Regions from separate parts of the Hordeum vulgare genome. Here region 2 is linked to region 1. A link is a contact called in public Hi-C data. All regions are on one chromosome and are shown on one strand. Each heading gives the region's core, a stretch centred on a gene start, on an enhancer-like site or on the middle of the called end of the contact. The rest is flanking DNA. Distances are from core to core; before and after follow the strand shown. Region 1 holds the start of LOC123401483 (SUPPRESSOR OF GAMMA RESPONSE 1-like). Region 2 holds the start of LOC123401766 (beta-1,4-mannosyl-glycoprotein 4-beta-N-acetylglucosaminyltransferase-like).

The links. Hi-C and Micro-C count contacts between places; a contact is called where the count stands out from the background.
Region 2: a Hi-C map of seedling shows a contact between it and region 1, with 5 times the contacts expected there. The contact joins the promoter of LOC123401766 here to the promoter of LOC123401483 in region 1. A contact is called at or near these places in 6 of 6 Hi-C or Micro-C datasets (leaf, seedling and an unstated tissue) and 1 of 1 datasets of contacts at active chromatin or transcription factors (embryo).

What each region holds. Positions count from the first base shown.
Region 1 is chr6H:329,502,431-329,507,970 of MorexV3_pseudomolecules_assembly, reverse strand. It overlaps LOC123401483 (SUPPRESSOR OF GAMMA RESPONSE 1-like), which reads left to right and starts at 1,625. Exons shown (of 6, transcript XM_045095307.1): 1 at 1,625-2,031; 2 at 3,471-3,606; 3 at 3,969-4,155; 4 at 4,238-4,767; 5 at 5,208-5,411; 6 at 5,505-5,540. The coding sequence starts at 2,024.
Region 2 is chr6H:329,813,920-329,819,581 of MorexV3_pseudomolecules_assembly, reverse strand. It overlaps LOC123401766 (beta-1,4-mannosyl-glycoprotein 4-beta-N-acetylglucosaminyltransferase-like), which reads left to right and starts at 4,190. Exons shown (of 2, transcript XM_045095618.1): 1 at 4,190-4,662. The coding sequence starts at 4,591.

The DNA of each region.
Region 1 (5,540 bases), core at 376-2,875:
AAAAATATCTTCAGTTTTAAAAAAAGTTCATTGAAAATAAAAAAGTTCATTAAACTTCTATAAAGTTCAATATATTATAAAAAAGTTCATAAAAAGTGAAAAGAAGTTCATCTATTTTTATGAAAAGTTCATTGAACTGAAAAAAAGTTCATAAATTGTTAAAAAGTTCATCAATTTTTAAAATGGTGTTCATCAAATTTCAAAAAACTTCACCGATCTTCAAAAAAGCTCATGAATCTGAAAAGTATTCATTGAGATTTAAAAAGTTCATCAATAATCAAATAAGTTCATAGAATTTTGCAAAAAAAGTGTTACAAGAGTTTAGATGGGTTGTTCCAGTTCGAACTCCACACGCCGTGAGTTAATAAAATGCACGTTAACTGATCCCTATGGCGGCAAATAGGAAATGCCCTCGTCAACGAAATCACTAATTAGCGACTACACCTTCCAACGATTATTCTCATCTTCACAGGTTGCGACAAATGGCGTACTGCATGCGTGCCATTTACTTTTTTCGTAAATCACTAATTAGCGACTACACATAGGAGTTTTCTCTTTTTTCGTAGATCCGTATTTTCAAAACGTTTTTATCTCCTAAACCATGCGTCCAAATCTTGAACTGTTTTCACCATTGACTTTCTCGCATCGAGATCTTCAAAACTAGATCCCGTGTTGATAGATTTTAACGAACTTTTTTTTTCACGAAAAAAACCCGGATGAAAAATCGTGCCTCACGCGATAGAAAATAAAAACTGAAAACGCGTTTTTTCCCTTTCCGGGAGGTATGGGTCGTGCCTCTTGCGAAGGCAAAACCGTGCCTCTCGTGAAAAAAAAGAGAGCAGAAAACGCGTTTTCCCCTTTTTAGGAGAGATACCCTCTCGCAAAGGCAAAACCGTGCCTTTCGCGGAAGCAAAACCGTACCTCTCGCAAAAAAAACAGAAAAATGTTTTTTTCCTTTAAGAAGAGGCACGGGCGTACCTCTCGCGAAGGCAAAACCGTGTCTTTTACGAAAATAAAACCGTGCCTCTCGCGAAAAAAAGAGGCACGGTCGTGTCTCTCGCAAAGGTAAAACCGTGCCTTTAACAAAAGCAAAACCGTGTCTCTCGCAAAAAAAATAGAAAACAACTTCTTTTTTCTTTTCGAGAGGCACGGCCGTGCCTCTCGTGAAGGCAAAACTGTGCCTCTCGTGAAAACAAAACCGTTCCTCTAAAAAACAGAAAACTTGTTTTTTCACGTAAAAATTGCATTTTTTAAAAAAAATTTAAAAAAATTTCCGTCAAAAAGTTACGATAGCCCAGTAAAAAAACGTAACACCAAAAAATAAATAAAAAAATAAAAATAGCCAAAACGCGTGCGAAAAAAATAAAATCCAATAAAAACTCTCAGAACGCAAAACGTGGCGGCGCGCGGAAGCTATCGCGGGGAGGCTCCGAAAAGAGCGCTCCCTTAGTTGCTTTCCCTCGTAAACTAGTTGTTCTCGTAATTAGCTTAACTGGTGTGGGCTGCGGTCAAACAGAAAACTGGTGTGGGCTGGGCTACGTTGGTGCCCAGACGGGCGGTCCAGTCCAGCAGGCGAGCATTAATGTGTTGTGGGGACCGCGTTCGGCTTGCCAAGGAAGGAAACCACAACGGCCACTGCCCGTGGCAACGCAGCGCAGCGGGGGCAGGGGTTTTTGGGGTTTCCCGAGGCGAAAAAGCGAGAGGAAACCGCGGAGCGGAGGCGTCGGACACAGGTCCCCGTTCCTTCCGACCTCGCTCGCCGCTCCTCTCCTCTCCTCTCCTCTCCTACCGCGACCCTTCCTCCGACGGCGCCCTGCCCTGCCCTGCCGCCATTACCAGCGAGGAAGGAGGCGGGGGAGCAGAGGCCACTTGGCACGGCTGGACCGAGCAGAGCGAGCGCGGGGGAGCAGGCACGCGCCCGCCGCGCCGCCGGCCGATTAGGGTTTCCCGTGTCCTGGTTCGTCGGGCTGGCCGATCGTCACGTGCGCGCTGCTCCGATCGGTCATCCGTACGCGCCGCCGCGATGGCAAGGTCGCCCCCTCCCTCCCCCTACCCCCTTTCTTCAGTCATTTTTACTCTGTCACTGTTGCTTAGGGCTTGTTCGATTGTTCCGGATACCCACATTTCAGCACTCTAGTTTCAGACTTTCAGGACTAGTATGTTTTCTTGCCTCAGTTGTTGCCCCCTTTACCATAGCACGGAGGAACTAAACTGTCCGTCGATTGCTCCGGCAACCAACTTTCCTCTAGCGACGCAGCTACTCTCTCCGTCCCATATCGAGAATGCCTATGCAACCATTCATAGATTTTGACCGTAGGGTCCAATCCGCCTGCTGTGTGCCAGCACTATAGGGTTCCAGGGTCTGTCGACAATAGTGCAAGCAGTTCCTGTAGTGGTTTCTTCTAGTACATTTTCAAAGCCTGCCCTGGTACATTGTGTCATTGATAGAGCAATGTGATCACATTGAAAATGCTTGCTTTCTTAATATGGCTAAGCTTAGTTATGTTATAGATAGCTTAATTGGTCGATACAGATACCCAACACATGATTAGGTACTCCGTTGCACCACATAGCTTGTTTGTCTCATCGCTCTGTTATGTAGCATTGTTCAGTCAACACTGTCCTGTCAATGTTTTGCCTTCTATGAACAGCATAAACAGGACGTCAATTGAAATATCCAATGTGTATTACTGATTGTCGATAGTTCCATATTGTTCCTGATTGATGTATTATCTCTTCAAGTTCTGCAGCTACTGTCTCATTGTTACCATGTAGCACCACTGTCTTATGTATCGACCTTTATAAATAACATTATCCTGTTCAGATTAGTGCATTTGCAAAGCCTGCCCAGGTACACTGAGTCATTGATAGAGCAATGTTATGACATTGAAAGTGCTTTCTTTCTTAATATGTCTAAGCTTACTTATGTCCTAGCTTAATTGGTCAATATAGATATCCAACGCATGATCAGGTTTACTCCGTTGCAGCACATAAGCATGTTTGTCTCATCACTCTGTTATGTAGCATTTTTCAGTCAATAGTGTCCTGTCCATGTCTTGCTTTCTAAGAATAGCGTAGACAGTCGTCAATCAAATTATCGAGATACCCTAGTCCTTTTAAGTTTTTATACATAGCTTACGACTGACACTAATTCCATGTTGTTTCTTCTTGGCATATTATATCTTCAAATTCTGCAGTTACTGTGTCTTTTTTTAATTATGTAGCACTACTTTCTTGGGTACTGGTCATTTAATTAACATCATCCTGGTCTTAATATTATTCCTATGTACTCCCTCTGTAAACTAATATAAGAGCATTTAGATCACTATTTTAGTGATCTAAACACTCTTATATTTGTTTACGGAGGGAGTATTTGACAAGGTAGCACTTACTTGTTTATGTACATGTCATCTTAATTGTTATTATCCTGGTCAACTTTGATGTAATGCTATGTAATTACTTTGCTGCAGGTCATGGCTTATAACTTGCAGGGGTGTTGCCAAGAAAATTAGGAATGACAGCTGCTCGAATCGCCAGATAAGTGAACTGGGTGCAGAAGCATGCAGGGAGTGCCCCAACTGCAAACATATCATTGATAACAGTGATGTAAGTACTTGAAAATCTTTTGGTGGCTTGTATCTTGCAAGGAAAACTTCTCTTCTTTACTTTTTGGTGCACCCTTACTGAAAACCTGCTTCTGCCATGAATAGTTCATAGATCATTTATTCTTTGTTGGTAGCCGCCTAAGTTAGATGTATTGACGATGGTAGCAAATAAGGAAACATGTTGCGGTGGATACTCTATGCTTTCCTTGATTCCAGTGAATATCAATAAGGCTTTGAGCTGTATTAACTCACATAAGCTTCAGAACTACAGATGCTTGCAAAATGCAACCCATTTGATCTTACATTCGATGGTACTATGTTACACATTCTATAAAATACTTAACTGCATTTCATCATTTGTAGGTTGCTGTACAGTGGCCTGGGCTGCCAGCCGGTGTGAAGTTTGATCCATCTGATTTGGAATTGCTCGAGCATTTAGAACAGAAAATTGGCGTTGGAGGTTCAGAGCCCCATATGTTCCTTGATGAATTTATTCCAACTGTGGAGAATGATGAAGGGATCTGCTATTCACATCCTGAAAATCTTCCTGGTAGGGGATTCCCTTATTGAGATGCTATAGGAGTATTTATTGGCTTATTCATGTACTGACTGGGCACATTTCGTTCTTATAGGCACAACGAAAGATGGAAGAAGCGCTCATTTCTTCCACATAATTTCAAATGCGTATGGTTGTGGCCAGCGCAAGCGTCGAAGGATCAGCAACAGCGACTATAGCACTTCTGATGAGCATGTGAGATGGCACAAGACGGGTAAATCAAAAGCCATATATGACAATGGTGTTATGAAAGGGTGGAAGAAAATATTGGTTCTGTACAAAAGTTCACAAACAGGTGGCAAACCTGATAAAGCTGACTGGGTGATGCATCAGTACCATCTTGGGCTAGAGGAAAAGGAAAAAGTTGGAGAGTTTGTCGTGTGCAAAATCTTTTATCAATTGAAGGCAAATCAAGTGGACAAGTATGAACCAGAAATGGCTAACGAAGCATCTGATGCATTTACTGCAAGGGATTATCCAAAAACTCCAATGGCAAAGACCCCACAGCTATGTCGCCCAAATAATAGTCCATGTGAAACTGAGCAGACTTTATTGAAAAAATGTGAAACTGAGCAGAAGCAAAACTATTCCAACTTGCAGTACCAGGTAAATCACTGACATGGGAAATCTGCTGAGTTAGATCTAACCTTTGATTAAACCAGTTCTCAGTAAGAAACAGTAGACATAAGACTAATAATACTTGACAATGTTATTGTATATTTACAAAAAAGGAAATTGCAACAGCGCACAGCTTTAAGCAAATGAGGATTTCGAAGTTGATCTCCACTGGTCGGGCTCATGGCATTGTAAAACTCACCTCCTAGGTGGATTGTTCTCTCGCCCATCTTCTCAATGAAATGAAACGCAAAGGTCCTTTGCGTTTTCTTGAAAAAGAAGTTGATCTGCATCTAGCCGATTTGGAAGCTAGTAGATGCAAATACCAAATTTATACAGCATCTATTTGTCATTCTGTGGCGTGTTGCTAATTTTTTTGTTTGAGTGATCTGTTTATCATTTTAGAGTAATAACTTTGTGCTTCTTTGTAGGAAGAAGAAACAGACAGGCCTGCTATTAGCCTGGCAGATGCCGATCCCTCCGATTGGTTCTTAGCGTCTCAGGCTGGGACTAGCTTGGAAGAACCCCTGCGTTGTCATGAGGATATTAATTCCTTTGGTCCAGATAGGCCAATCTATTCCCAAGGCTATTATGATGGATTACCTGATCTCCTTAATCTCGGACCACCGCCAGAGGTTGCTGCTAGTATATTCTGTAGTAGTATTGTAATTTGTGTTGCCCATATATTATGACAAATCTGATGATATCTTTCTCTCGTCTTGCAGCAGGACTTGATGTTTTCATCACAAGACTTGTTGTCGTTT
Region 2 (5,662 bases), core at 2,941-5,440, 310 kb before region 1:
GATCACGGGTTTCCCTGATCGAGGTTATTCCACCGCAGCGTGTGGTAGTTTGTGATTGACTAGTTGGAGCACCCCTACAGGGATAAATATTTCGGAAATCTGTGCCCGCTCTTATGTGGCAACGTGGAAACTTTGTTTAACATCCGGTTCTAGATAACTTGAAGTAAGCTTAATTAAAAAAACTTGCCAACTGAGTGCGTAACCGTGACTGTCTCTTTCGTGAGCTCCTTCTTCAATTGAGGACAAAGTGGGGTTATGTTTGACATAAGTAGGTGTTGAGGATCATTCATTTGATCATTATTAGTTCACGTCCGCTATGCGTAGATATTCCCCCTCTTTTATTCTTGTACTCCCAAGTTAGCCACCTCAATAAATGTTGGCCGCTTGCTGCAGCCTCACTACTTAACCATACCTCACCCATTAAGCGGTGCTAGTCTTGATACCTTTGGAAATGAGATTGTTGAATCCATGTGTCTCACAGATTACTACAACACCAGTTGCAGGTACAGGTAAAAGGGTTATTTGACATGAGCGCATTGGTTGTACTATTTGGAGTTTCTTCTTCTTCTTCATCATTGATCTAGGATGGGTTCCAGGCCGATAGCCTGGGATAGCAAGGATGGGCGTCGTTCTTTTATTGTTTTTTTGGCAGTAGGTAGACCCTGCTCTTCTTCATGGTGATTGTATGTATTGTACTGATGTGACTCTGATGTAGCTTGTGGCGAGTGTAAGCCAACTCCTTATACTCATCTTTCTAGTACATGTACTTGTAACGATATCCATTCTTGCGAAACGACAAGATGTGTTTCTATCCCTGTCGAGGCCCTCGCATCAAAATAAGGATAGGACCGCATCTTGGGCGTTACATGTTCTTCGTGTTCTTGAGGGTTTCCCCTCCAATTCGTGAAAGATCGACACCTAGGGGTTCCACCCCGTATCAAGTTTGGTCTAAGTTTCTCACAAATCAAATAGATTTGAATTTATTTTGTGCAACTTTAGAACACAAATCCACACAACTTCTAAAATACACGAATGGGGAAACCCCATGGTTATAATGTAGTCACATAGTGAATATAGATAATTTATATGGTTGTTTGACTATCCACAAAACTAGGTAAGATTCTTCACATGTACTAAGTGGACAGATATTTTCATAGGAAATCTATTACAAATGAATAATAACAAGGATATATCGTGAACTGCAATCCTACGAATCAAACAACTCAAATTTCCTAGAAAATCGAATCGTTCAAAATTCTTTTAGGAACTGTTTGAGTCAAATATGTTGTTGTGATATGAGTGATGCATGGCTTTAATATACCAAGGAATTCAAACATATATACTGCAAGATATCCAATCTCTTCTTAGTAGATGATCTTGCTCTATTACCTTAATGATAGCGGAACCGCCTTTTGCAAGGTTACATGAAATAGGCATAGAAAGATTTAAGAATTTATAAAAATATAAAGAAGGGGTTTTCCGTGCTCCAACTTTTTAAGAAGAGGCAAAAACCAAACCAAATATTGTTACAGAACGCTCGATCGCAACCAGAGTAGCTACAAAAGAATTGTTACACACATACATTCAATGCAAACAAGAGAAAGGCCCACAAGAACAAGTCACAATAAACATTAAACATCCTTTAGCTCAACCATCTTCATCTCTGATGTCTCTTGTAAAGCACCCATAGTAGGGTTCATCTCCTAGTATTCTAAGGAGTTGTCCATGATGATGTCCAAGAATTAGAACATTGTGAGCATCGGCAAAAAGTACCTTATATTGGTGTACAATGGAGCTCACAATGCCCAGGATACATTTCAGACTCCGCCAACTACGCGTGTAGGAGTGAAGTATGTCTACTAGAGGGGGTGAATGGGATTTTTAGAATTTCTTTCACAAACTTTAAAACTCCCGGAACCCAGCAACAGAGCGAGTATAGTAAGCAAATAGAAACTAAAGAATGAGTATTAACCCATTCATTGAAAGGAATCACATGACTAAAATATAACATGCATCACAAAACCAAAGTAAAACTTAGAGGCATTGAAATATTGGTCATAACTTGCTCTTCTAAATGCCCCATCACAAACTCTTGAGTGGCACCATGAATTATTCACTTTAGTTGCTTGCTTCAAGACATGATCAACCAAAACCCAACACATGAGCTCATCATGATCTTCTCTTGACACCATAGTTTGAATTCTTCTCTTTAATCATACTCTCAAGACCTTGATCCTTATAAGCCCAAATATGTTAACGTTTGAAATCCTCCAATGAAGTCCACCTTGAACATATTCGGTTACACACTGAAATCAATCTTGATGGCTTTATTATGTACATCTGAAGACCAACTAGTATCCTCACTAGGCATGAGATCCCGAGATTCAAACCCTATGCCAGTGGGCACGTGGGTCAGAGACCCCGTGCGCACGGAGTATGCAAAGAGTTTTACACTCAACCCTGTGTGCACGGGGTTAGGAAGCCCGTGCGCACGGGGTGTCGGGAGAAAAATCCTTGGACTCCGTGTGCACAGGGTAAGCAGAGATGATACCATGAGAACTTCTTCGAGAGGCTTTTGATGGAACTCTTCCCAAATAAATGTGACGAGTTTCATACACCATTATGGAACATTTCTTCATATAAGATACAACGCCCTTGATGCTCCATGGAAATAGCCATTCAATACCAAAGCTTAGAGCAAATCTTCATCTTTATGACAGTCATCCTTAAGGCACCATGTATGTAACATCCCTTCAAATATATCTCAGTGAAAACATTAGACCATAGAGAATCTCATTAATTACCGAAACCACACTTAAGTGCTACATGCCCTTTCAATGATGCTCAATTGTACCAAAATCCTTCTATAAATCTTGATTTATAATGATGATTATTTGTTTGATTGTTGACATTGGTGGATATTTTCATAAGCTCAGGCCAGAAATCCTGAATAGATATAGATATGAGGATGCCATACTGACTCACATGAACCATCTTCAAAATTATGTTATGTAGTTTGTTATTCAAAAGTCCGATGATGATTTGTATAGAGTAATCCAATAAGGAAAAAGAGTCTTTATGATCCATTTTGTAGAAAGAGATTGTAAGATTCCTCGCAAATTTGCCATCTTTGTGTGGTGGATTGGCATTACATGAAACACAATTTCTATTCACACATGTATTATTCTGAAACCCTTATTTTCTATGTGAAGCATGTCACTCCTTCCTACCTCTGATTCCACCAGAGGAGGTTTGTCCTTCCTTATCATGGCACTACATTTGAACTTGGGAGTGGAGAAGGTCACAACTTAGTCTCACGATCCTTATATAGGTCCTGCATCTTACACGAAGAAGCTTGGTGTGAGAGGTATTTGTGAGGAATAACAGATGACTTGATAAGATTACTGTGAGCTCCCTCAGTTACATATTGCCAAATTTAAGAAGACAACAAAGATTTGGGCCATTAAAATCTCTTAGGGGACAGTAAGGCAATGGAGATATAGTTGTCCATCACAGAAAAGAAAAACAGTTATACAATGACCACGTTACTTGTGTAGGTCTTTTTTGCTTTTCACTTCACAAGGATACAATTTGCCTCTTTTGTAGTTGATTGGGTAAACAAGAAGACATCTACAATTGCCAAATGTAAGTGAAAATTTAAATCAAAAGTGATCAGCACAGTAAAAGTGTAAAACGCGGCATTGCTACTTCAAGTCAGCGTGTTTTATTGCCAAATTATTTTTTACATGTTATTGCAACTTAATGTTGCGTTTTCGTCCGGTTATCCCTGAGTAACCGGGCAATTCTCCTCTTCTTAATAAAATGCAGGACACCGCTGCCCCTCTTGAGATGTTTTTGGAAAAAAAAACTTGATGTGAAATGATAGTTTTCTTGTAACGAGCCTGTACAAAAAGAGTTACATGGTGTTTCTGTAAAAGGCCCTTTCATTACCCCTTCAGAACAGAGCAGGACTCGTTTTTATTTATGACAAGTGTAAAGAAGAAACGCTGATGAAGATACTAGTACTCCTGGTAGTACCTTTTTTGCGAGGCAAGGAAAGGAAAGCAAAGAGAAGAAATCGGCAAAACCGATTAGAAAAGGACACGACACTGACACAAATTTGGGGTTTTAAACTCTGCGGGACGAGATGCCCCTAGTACTCCACTAGTAGCACGAGGACAAACAAAGACCAGCTCTTCCGCCAGCCCACCCACAGCCGGAACGACGCGCAAGCAGAGCAGGCCACCACCCAAACGGCTATAATTAGACACGACGGTTCCCATAATCCCCTTGCTCTTGCCTCCTCCTATCTCTCACCTCCCACCCCACGCGCAAACACAACCCTCGTATTTCCGCGTATTCCCACACAACACCCTCCTTCCTCTATACGAACTCCGACAGCGCCGAGCCGTGTCGACCGCAAACAATTAGCCCACACCTCGAGGACACCAGCGCAAAAACACCGCCCGCCACCGGGGCGCCCAAGAGACCGCCGCCGGCCGATCGGAGCACCATTGGAGTCGCGCGCGCCTCTCCCCGCCTGCTCCGCGCGTCCGGGCGCTGACCCGTTCGTCCGGCCGTGCTGCCGCGATGGACGCCGCCGGCTACTACACCAACTGCAAGAAGACCGACGGAATCTGCGAGGGCATCTGCGACGGCGAGGTGAGGACCTCCCTCCCGTCCCCTCCCTTCCCTTCTCCCGTCCCCCCCAGATCTGTCCCTTTCTCACACCGCGTGCCTATCTCGGTGGATTGATTACCTGGTCTACGAGAAGGCCCCTTCTCGCCACTGCTTTCCTTTCCTTTTATTTTATTATTTATATTGTTTTTTTGGTTGGTCTGGAAACTACTCGCTTCATGCTTTGGTTGCTCCAATTGCTCTTATTCTCGCTTCGATTCTACCAGTAATATCAGTTATCACGCTCCGATATGCAGTAGTATTGTTTTTCTGCTGGCAAGTTTCTGTTTTCGATTAAGTATCCATGAGATTTGCCGAGTCCGGGTCCGAGATGCTTGCTTAGTTGCTTTACAAGTAGGAAGAATCTTTGATCTGTTTCGGTCCTACACATGGCGGGATTAGGTGTAATTTCAGGTTTTGATGCTGCTTCTGGTGCTGGTGGAATCTCGCGAGCTGGCCGAATTTGGGTTCCGCCTAATCCTGGAATCTTTTCTTTAACCGCTTGAGGCGCGGCCGTGAAAACGATCCCACCTTTTTAGTAAAAGACACAGATGGATTCTTGTGCACGCTGAGGATTCATGCTGCGAAAATAGACTACAGAGGAGTTCGTGAAGAGATACTAGTATCCAGCTTGCTCTGATCGGCCCATCTCAATTAGGCTGCCACTGATTTCCTTTTGTATACTAACAACAACATAGACACATATCGACTTGACTACTTGTTCCTGCCATCGTTGAGACATAACATTGATTTTCTGCTTCCCATGTTGAGTAAGTTTTAATAAAGTTTTCCCTGTTTTCATCTACAGCCATCCAGTTTGCGCTGAACAAATTAGTAACTCTCTTTAGCCAAAAATTTCAGTTATGCAATGCACCGTAAGGTTTCCTGGAGTAATTGATTTACAATAGAACTGGTGTCCTAAGTTAGGTAAATCGGTCTTGTTGCATATCCCTGCAGTTTGTACAGTCTTTTGTCGCTCAAATAG